3 separate regions of the Mus musculus genome follow, and regions 1 and 2 are each linked to region 3. The links are chromatin contacts, called in public Hi-C maps. All regions are on one chromosome and are shown on one strand. Each heading gives the region's core, a stretch centred on a gene start, on an enhancer-like site or on the middle of the called end of the contact. The rest is flanking DNA. Distances are from core to core; before and after follow the strand shown.

Evidence for each region. Hi-C and Micro-C count contacts between places; a contact is called where the count stands out from the background.
Region 1: a Hi-C map of cerebellum shows a contact between it and region 3, with 2.2 times the contacts expected there. The contact joins two enhancer-like sites. A contact is called at or near these places in 2 of 484 Hi-C or Micro-C datasets (brain and cerebellum).
Region 2: a Hi-C map of cerebellum shows a contact between it and region 3, with 2.0 times the contacts expected there. The contact joins two enhancer-like sites. A contact is called at or near these places in 1 of 484 Hi-C or Micro-C datasets (cerebellum) and 1 of 115 datasets of contacts at active chromatin or transcription factors (cardiomyocytes).

Annotation. Positions count from the first base shown.
Region 1 is chr5:22,119,183-22,121,882 of GRCm38.p6, reverse strand. The region is part of intron 8 of Reln (reelin); the gene reads left to right. Among named protein-coding and RNA genes, the nearest start is that of Reln, 220 kb to the left of the region's middle. Within about 2 kb of position 1,257, at least 11 of the 459 cell types and tissues checked have an H3K27ac peak or open chromatin away from gene starts, as enhancers often do. A contact at or near this core is called in cerebellum, where this site is marked.
Region 2 is chr5:21,979,408-21,982,107 of GRCm38.p6, reverse strand. It overlaps Reln (reelin), which reads left to right. Exons shown (of 65, transcript NM_011261.2): 32 at 1,982-2,140; 33 at 2,343-2,531. Among named protein-coding and RNA genes, the nearest start is that of Slc26a5, 120 kb to the right of the region's middle. Within about 2 kb of position 1,362, at least 8 of the 459 cell types and tissues checked have an H3K27ac peak or open chromatin away from gene starts, as enhancers often do. A contact at or near this core is called in cerebellum, where this site is marked.
Region 3 is chr5:22,485,692-22,488,391 of GRCm38.p6, reverse strand. It overlaps Orc5 (origin recognition complex, subunit 5), which reads left to right. Exons shown (of 14, transcript NM_011959.3): 14 at 1,175-1,912. The coding sequence ends at 1,220. Among named protein-coding and RNA genes, the nearest start is that of Gm22887, 48 kb to the left of the region's middle. Within about 2 kb of position 1,346, at least 18 of the 459 cell types and tissues checked have an H3K27ac peak or open chromatin away from gene starts, as enhancers often do. A contact at or near this core is called in cerebellum, where this site is marked.

The DNA.
Region 1 (2,700 bases), core at 8-2,507, 370 kb after region 3:
ATGTGAGTCTGTGTTTGTATTGCTTTTGGTTTGATTTAATAGTGTCAAAACATGGGGAATATCATCAGATCATAAATGCTTTATATTTAGATACTAGTATGTGGAAGAACTCAGGCCTGAGTTGCTTTCTGTACAACACATAGCAAAGTACCTTTGACATAAACAAGAGCTGCCTACTTTCTATGGCCATACTTTGAAAACTAGCAACCAGAACAATCCAACCTTTGAGGTGCTCCTAGCTCAACAGAAAGCTATGAAAAAAAGAAGAGAAATGTGGCTTCATATTTTTATTAAATAAAGAAATAAAATGCCACGTGTGTGAGAGATTACAGTTTGTATGGCGCAGGGAAGCTGTTCATTTCCCCCCTGAGCCCAATTCATAAACATCTTAATTACGCAGGACCTGATTCAGTAGGTAGATTTCCTCGGTTCTTTTAGAGCAGGGAATTGAGAGGGAGGAGCTGAGTCTTGGGTGCCTCTGTGTGAATTACTGCTCCTTTCCCGCACGAACTTACTGAAGTTATGTACTGTAGCTTAAATTAGAGTCTGTGCTTTGCCGGCTCTGCTCTCCGTGTGAAGTAAGACCTTGGAGAGGTGATTACCAAATAGGAAAACCTTGTCTGGAGCACGGTGATCTGTGTCCCAATAAAATCTCTCGGAAGCTGAGCTCAAAACAAATGTAAATAAAAGTTGGAATTTGGGGAATGTGTAATAGCAGAATTAATTTACTGCTTATGCTTTCTGAAGTTGAAGTTCAATACATGTTTTTATTATAAAATTCTCAGGTATAATATACATTAAAAATAATTTTATGACTTGATTTTTATACCTCTAAGGATATATGTTAACACATACAAATCTAAATATGTACATATAGAATACTTCTGTAGTACCTTAATTTAATGAATAACTGTGTGGAGCTGATTTTGGCCCTGGAAAGCCTGCTCTTTCATCACAGGAGTGGCCTGTGCTTTCGTATGGCAGATATAGCATAAAAGATGAGTTTAAATTAAATAAGTACAGAAAGATGAACGTCATCTAAATTCAAGTAAAGATTATGTCTTTTCTCCTGAAGAATTCACTTTGTCATTGATCTGATGGTCCTTACATAATAGACCTCAGCAGTTCATTCCTAGCCACGCCCTGCTATTGTTTACCACGCCCTGCTATTGTTTACCACGCCCTGCTAGTGTTTACCATGCCCTGCTAGTGTTTACCAGGGGGTTTCCTCATAGAGTGGGAGGTTGGTCATCAGTACTGACAGTGTCTCGCCAGCACTCTTTGTTGCTTAGATGATCACCAGGGACTGGCAGTGTCCATCTCTCTGTGTAAATGGGAACTAGATGCCCGGGAACTAGATTGAGCTTAACTCATAGCTGAGGAATGTGACTGAGTGGTGCGTCCATCATACATAGGATCCCACCCATTCTGCTGGCTGTGCCAGTGGAATAGGCTGAGGGAAATGAAGGGACAGTTCAGATCTTAATGGGAACCAGCGATCTCCCGTCCCCTGTTGATTAACCAAGGGACTTGATAGACAACCCTTCTATCACAGAGAAGCTCTTTGGGAAGTTTTCTATAACGGTGTACTGTACCCGTAATCACTTGAGAAAAACAAAATTTATGATGTGCCCCAGATTTTTTTTTAAATTATCAAATCAAATATATGTATCAGAAGATTAAATGCTACCCCTTAAATGATTACCAAATACTTTGGGCAAGAGGAGTTTCTTTGTGAAAACAAAGCAAGTTGGATGGTGCACAGCAACGATGTTTACATGACTCAGAGCAGAAGAAACTAAAAATGCATCCTAGCAGAGCATCCAGGAGAGAGGGAGGTCCAGGGAGGGAGACTGACAGAAGCAAGAGTGGCACCAGAGCTTAGTGCCAGCACCACCCTTAAAAGGCTTTTACCTTGCAGGCCATTCAGAGAGCTGAGACCAAGATCAAAGCCAAAAAAAAAAAAAAAAAAAGGCTGATGATATTCAAGGCAAGGCACATATCTGATCCCCCCAGAGTAAAGATTGGTACTTTGGGGGCAGGCACTTGAGCACTGAGGCATTGATTATACTGGTCCAGGGAAAAGAAGAAATTTGCAAACCTGATGTATTTTGCATTTCTTGTCCATGAGTTTCCTTATCACAGTCTCTGGCAAAAATCTCTTTTCCCCCATGGAGGGGAATTGGGAAAAAGTTGCTACTTGGAAAGGCTTGGGGGAGGTCACAGCATTTGTGACATATACAAATTGCAAATGAATCAATGTGCCTCTTCCTATGAGAGGTGGGGTGGTTACAATGAAGAAAATAGGGATAGGGCTGAAAGAGAGACAGGCACCAAAGGGGAGAACAGCTGTTCATTTCCTACCCTGTGGTCACTGTCCATCTGCTGTAAGCTGGAAGAGGTCCCCTAGCGAGGTTCTAACCAGGAAGGGGAATGAGATATGAATAGGTCAGACACCATCACATTTCTGTGCAATGAGCACAGATCCTGCTCCCTGACAGACTCAACCCCAAGCAGAAGTCATTGCTCCATGGTGTCTTCATTTTAAGAATAAACAGATACCAAACAGAAAATGAACCACTTGCTCTTAAAATATGGTTAAAAAAAATTTAAAAACAAAAACAAAAAAACATGGTTTTAATACCTACAGAATACTTCTGAGGGGTCATTAATTTGAATATTCTATTTTGTCTACTCTAA
Region 2 (2,700 bases), core at 113-2,612, 510 kb after region 3:
TGTGGGTGCTGGGAATTGAACTCAGGACCTCTAGAAGAGTGGCCATTGCTCTTAACTGCTGAGCCATCTCTCCAGCCCTGAGTTCCTAAGGAGAGAAGCATCAATGAAGTTGTGAACATACTAAAACTACTGCAGATAGAGCACCTTTTCAGATGGTGCAGATGATCTGTATTTCCATGATGTTTCATTTGGAAAACTTCAGTCCCCCTTCTACAGTGGCCGCTCCTACTCATCTACCCTACCCCACCTCTTCTCTCCTTTCCCCTACCTCTCCCGTCTCCTTTCCATTTCTTCTCTGATGGAATATAAACTACATAAATTCAAATCAATAGCCACAGAAAATGAAATTTTTGAAGTGTCTACACTCTTCGACATCCAACATATTAGGACATATTTTGAATAAACACTGAGAACTACTGTGTAGTGCTTTTGCCAGACAGCACCCTGGGCAGACTCAGATGAAGGCTGGAACCCAGATTCGTTTCCTTCCTAAGGCTTCATGTGACTCTCGGCTCTCCTGCCGTGTGGCTGCCCCTCAGTCAGCAGCACCTCTAACTCTCCATCACTGTGGCTGGGTGCGGTCCAGCACACACCTGTTCTCTTCCTTCTCATTCTTTCTCTTCCTCTCAGAACTTGACAGATTCTGTTGTAAACATACAGGCTCTCTGAGAGTTCTAGCTTTTCATAGATTTGTCACTGTTCCTGGCACTGTTGCCTGTCAGGAGGAGCACCTGTAATGTCATGTACTGCCAATTGGCACTGAGCTACTTGCTCTTCAGCATAATATTTCTCAAAACTTTGTGCTAATTAAGTCTTTGTTATTTAATATTACAATGGATGGAGGCACTCTGGTTAGTCTATATATTTTTAAAGTCAAATATACCATATATGATTCATAATTTTTCAAGAGTTAAAATGTAATAAAAGATATAACAGATAAAACTTTATTGGGAATAATTTCTATAAATGCTTAAAAACTAGTGAATATTCAATACCAATTTACAAATAAGTATAGAATATGCCATTAGACAGATGCACTCTGCTTTCTCCCACAGATATATATTCATATATATACTCATATGTATATATACATATATAGATGGATATATCCATCTATATATAGGATATCTACATATATAGGACATCCATACACAGACACACACATATCCATATGTATATTTATGTATAATCCCATAACCTTACCCATAGCAGTTTTCTCCTTTGTTGATCATTAGCCTTCCCATTTGTCCCCTTTTAAATGACAACATTTCTAGAAGTAGCAGCAAGGGCGTGACATCCCTTGCACACAAATGTGCAGCTCCACAGATCTTGTCACCTTGTCACAGGGGTGGAGTTGAGGGAACAGATGGCTCAGGCACAAGGAGGGGTGGCACAGAGAATAGGAAAGAGAAGCGACATTGGAGAGACCTGAGTCTTGCTTTTTGGCTCTTGACTAATCTGGTCTTGTTCAGGTTTCACTAACCAAGGTCTGTCAGAGTATGAAGTATTGGTTAAAGGGTGCTCTGCCCAACAGACTTCCCGGCTAAGCACAACTCACTGCCTACTGCCTCAGCAGCAAGCAGCACACGCAGCTCCTCCCGTGCCAGAGAAATTAAGATATTTCTTAGGAGAATATAGTGATGACCTGAGACTTTGTGATGCTCAGGCTGGAGTCCACATTTCAAGTGCACGCACAGGAGCAGCTCCCTAACCAGCTCACTCATCACTCCTACAGAGCTGAGTGGTCTCTGAAGGAGCTTATGTAGTTCTTGTCTCCATTTACTGGGAGTGAGTGCATTAGAAACTGTCAGGAAATTGATGGGCCTTTGAGTCTACTAATTCATGCCTTGTAAGTTAGATGGATGAGTGTTCCCTCTCTGAGACACAGTCTGAAGTTGCTGCAGTTTTGCTGTTTAAAACAGACTGTTCCTTGCCTCTAAGAACGCTGTCTTAGTCATTGAATTTATGTCTTGTAACTCAGGGCTTGTTGTTCAGTATTCCAATGATAATGGGATACTTTGGCATTTGCTGAGAGAGTTGGATTTCATGTCATTCCTGGAGCCACAGATCATTTCCATTGACCTGCCCCGGGAAGCAAAGACACCTGCCACAGCTTTCCGGTGGTGGCAGCCGCAGCATGGTGAGTCACTGCTCTTTCCAACATTCCTGATGACTTTATTAAAAAAAAAAGATCACATAGCATCCATATCCAATGTGTAATATATAAGTGTGTTAATTTACTGTCAATTTCCAGACAATTTGATTTAAAATCATGGTCACGGAGATATTCCTATTGCTGTGTAATGAGCCTGCTCCAACTGCTGCTGTTCATTTGATTGCAGGGAAGCATTCGGCCCAGTGGGCTTTGGATGATGTCCTTATAGGAGTGAATGACAGCTCTCAAACTGGATTTCAAGATAAATTTGATGGCTCCATAGACTTGCAAGCCAACTGGTATCGAATCCAGGGAGGCCAAGTTGATATCGACTGCCTCTCTATGGACACTGCCCTTATATTCACTGAAAACATAGGTATATATTGCTGCCGTATAACAGAAAGATATTTGATTAACTGCAGGACTAAATTAACTAAAACTCAAAAGAAATTTTCTACTATAAAATTATGTGTTTAACTTCCTTTGCTGATGGAGGGTGCGGTGTGCATCGTCCTCCAAATGACCTGGGCACCTGGGCCTGACAG
Region 3 (2,700 bases), core at 97-2,596:
TTCCCTCAAGACAATTCATAAGTCAGGTTACTAACTGTAAGGTATTTTAAGATCATTACTATAGGGACTTCACTGGCAGTAGGTTTGAGAGGTAAGTGAAAGGACCATGTTGTGACATTATAGCCACATTATAGCCTTGTGCCTGAGAGGACTTAATTGAAATGATCACTGTTTTGCTGCTTAGAAAGGTTCCGTATTTCTCAGGGAGGCACTTGTTATAGTAAATGTATTCTTCACTGTTGGGTATCTCGGTAGCCAGAGCATCTCACAAATGGAGCTATTTTTAAATGTGTTTCAAAATCTTTATAATTCCCTAGCCATATATTTAAAAAATATTTGGCTTGTCAGTCATTTGTGTAGAAACTTTTTTAGAAAGTATATAACAAAATGATAGACAAAAAGAATACTAATGATCGTTTAATAAGTAAGAATGTGCAATTAGTGACTTGAAAAGGCTGTTCTCAAGCGGATGATTATTCTTGCAGAACTGAATACTTAGGGCTTTAATTTTATACTTATTGCTAGATCATTATATCTAATTATTTTGAACATTTATTCAAATAATAAACCTCCAAGTCTGAATATTTATAGTGAAGAATGAGTTTGGAGAAAGGAAAATAATTATATGTCTCTTCCTCTGTTATTTTATAATGCCTGCCATCAGAGTATAAAAATATACATCTACATCGTCTGTTGTACCATATTCTTGGATCATACAGATTTAGTTGAAATGCGCATACAGGTCAGCCGCTGCTAAAAGACTGAAGATAATGAAAGCTACAAATGAGGACAGATGAGCTGTGCATGATGTGGTGATAAAACAGGTGTTTGGGAAGATAAACAATGTTCTGAAGCAAACAAGATTTAAATACTTCTGCATCTCTAATTACTTCATCCTGATTATTAGGCAGAAAGCAAGTAGTTTTCAAATAAAGTCTAAACTTTGTACCGTATAGTTCACACACAAAGTGTTGAGAGGCTCTGACTTTGTGTTTGTCTTAAGTACTTTATGAATGGCTCAAAACGGTTTAAAAGTTGTGTTTGTAAGTTACATTTAAAACAAAATGAGTTCTAGTGCATCTGACAGCATTGTCCAGTTGTAGTTTGCTTTGCAGTCATTCAGAGCTGAGCAGTCGAGACGGGAGGCTAACATGCTATCTGTTTTTGTTTCTAGGATGGTGAACTTTGACATAATAAAATACTTGTATGATTTCTTGTGAAAACAAGCCTCAAAGCCATATGGACACTGTGACAATGACTAAGCCAAGCTGTGTTCATCCAAATACTCAGCTGGCCGGGGAAAGGAGTTCTTTGGCTGGATTGGATTTGTCCAAACAGGTGCTGGCCCAGCATGGAATCCGATGAAAACCCTCTGATTGGTCTGGGTAGCTGTGAGCAGAAGACGGTTTACCAGGGGCCCAGGAGTATTTGGAAGCAACGTGTTAATTATAAACAGCAGGGTTTGAGCACAATCTGTTCTACTCTTAATGATGTTATCTTAACACTGAAATTGCCTGAAACCCATTTACTTAGGACTGTGTTTTGCTCTATGAACTATCCCCTGCGCTTTGAACGTGCCAGCAGCCCTTGTTTATTTGCCCAGCCTTTTCACTTCCTCTCCACAGGAGTCTCTGCTGGCTCTTGCCAAAGCAGATTTCCTAAGGCCACTATTTTAAAAGATCATAGTTGCTAAAGTATGTGCTGTGTATGTTTATCTTCTTACCTAGTTTTCTCAAAACCTGGCAGCTTGTTCATTGTGCACACAGCAGCTTCATGTCTAACTCTGCTTGCTAACCTGACAGTACTGGTCACTCCCAGTTCACCAACGTATTGTGTTCCTTCCTTCCATTTTTCTTTTGAGTTGATGAATTTTGAGAGCGCCACAATAAAATTCTTCCTCTTACATTAGCTGTGTTCTTTGGTTCTGACCACCTTACTTGTTCATATTTTCTAAATAGTTTCCTGTTACCACTGAATACTTGAAAACTGAATGGGTTTAAAGAGTTTAATTATAATTTAGTTTAAATTTTGGAGATATTTTACTCTTTCATTCCATTTTATGAAGAAAAATTCTCACAGTCAGCATTCCTAGGTACGAAGTCTTTTCATGTGGTGATTTTCTGACCCTTTCTTCTTCAAAAATAACAAGTTAATTTCTGTCTCTTAATTTGAGGTAAGGAATACAAAGAGGAATAAAATTGTGTTTTGTCTCCTGAGTAAAATGGGAACTTTACAGTCAGGAGGCCAGCACCACAGCCAGTGAGCATGTTTCTTCCTGCCCTTCACAGCATGTTTGGTGAAGACAGTGCCCAGGAAGAGCTGAGCACAGGACAGAATCACACTTGGGTTTCCACATGCAGAGCTCTGTGGAGAGGAGACAGGCCTGTAGGTTGCCGTTGGGAGCAGTGCCTCCTGGGATATGAGATTTTGGCTCCTACTGTTTTGCTACACAGGTGCTGAGTCATGGTTCAGGCTGAAGTGTGAGGTAGAAACTGACACCAGAAATTGGCAGCTGAGAAACTGAAGATAGGAAGAGAAGGGGGCAGAGTTTCTAGTGTCCACACCATTGCTCCTCAGGGCAGCTGGTTACCTGCCTCCTGTATAGCACATTTTCTGTCCTGAACCATATCACACCATATTACTAGCCCTGGAAATAGCTTCCCTCAACAATACTCTAATTACATTTTCCCTGCCCTATGT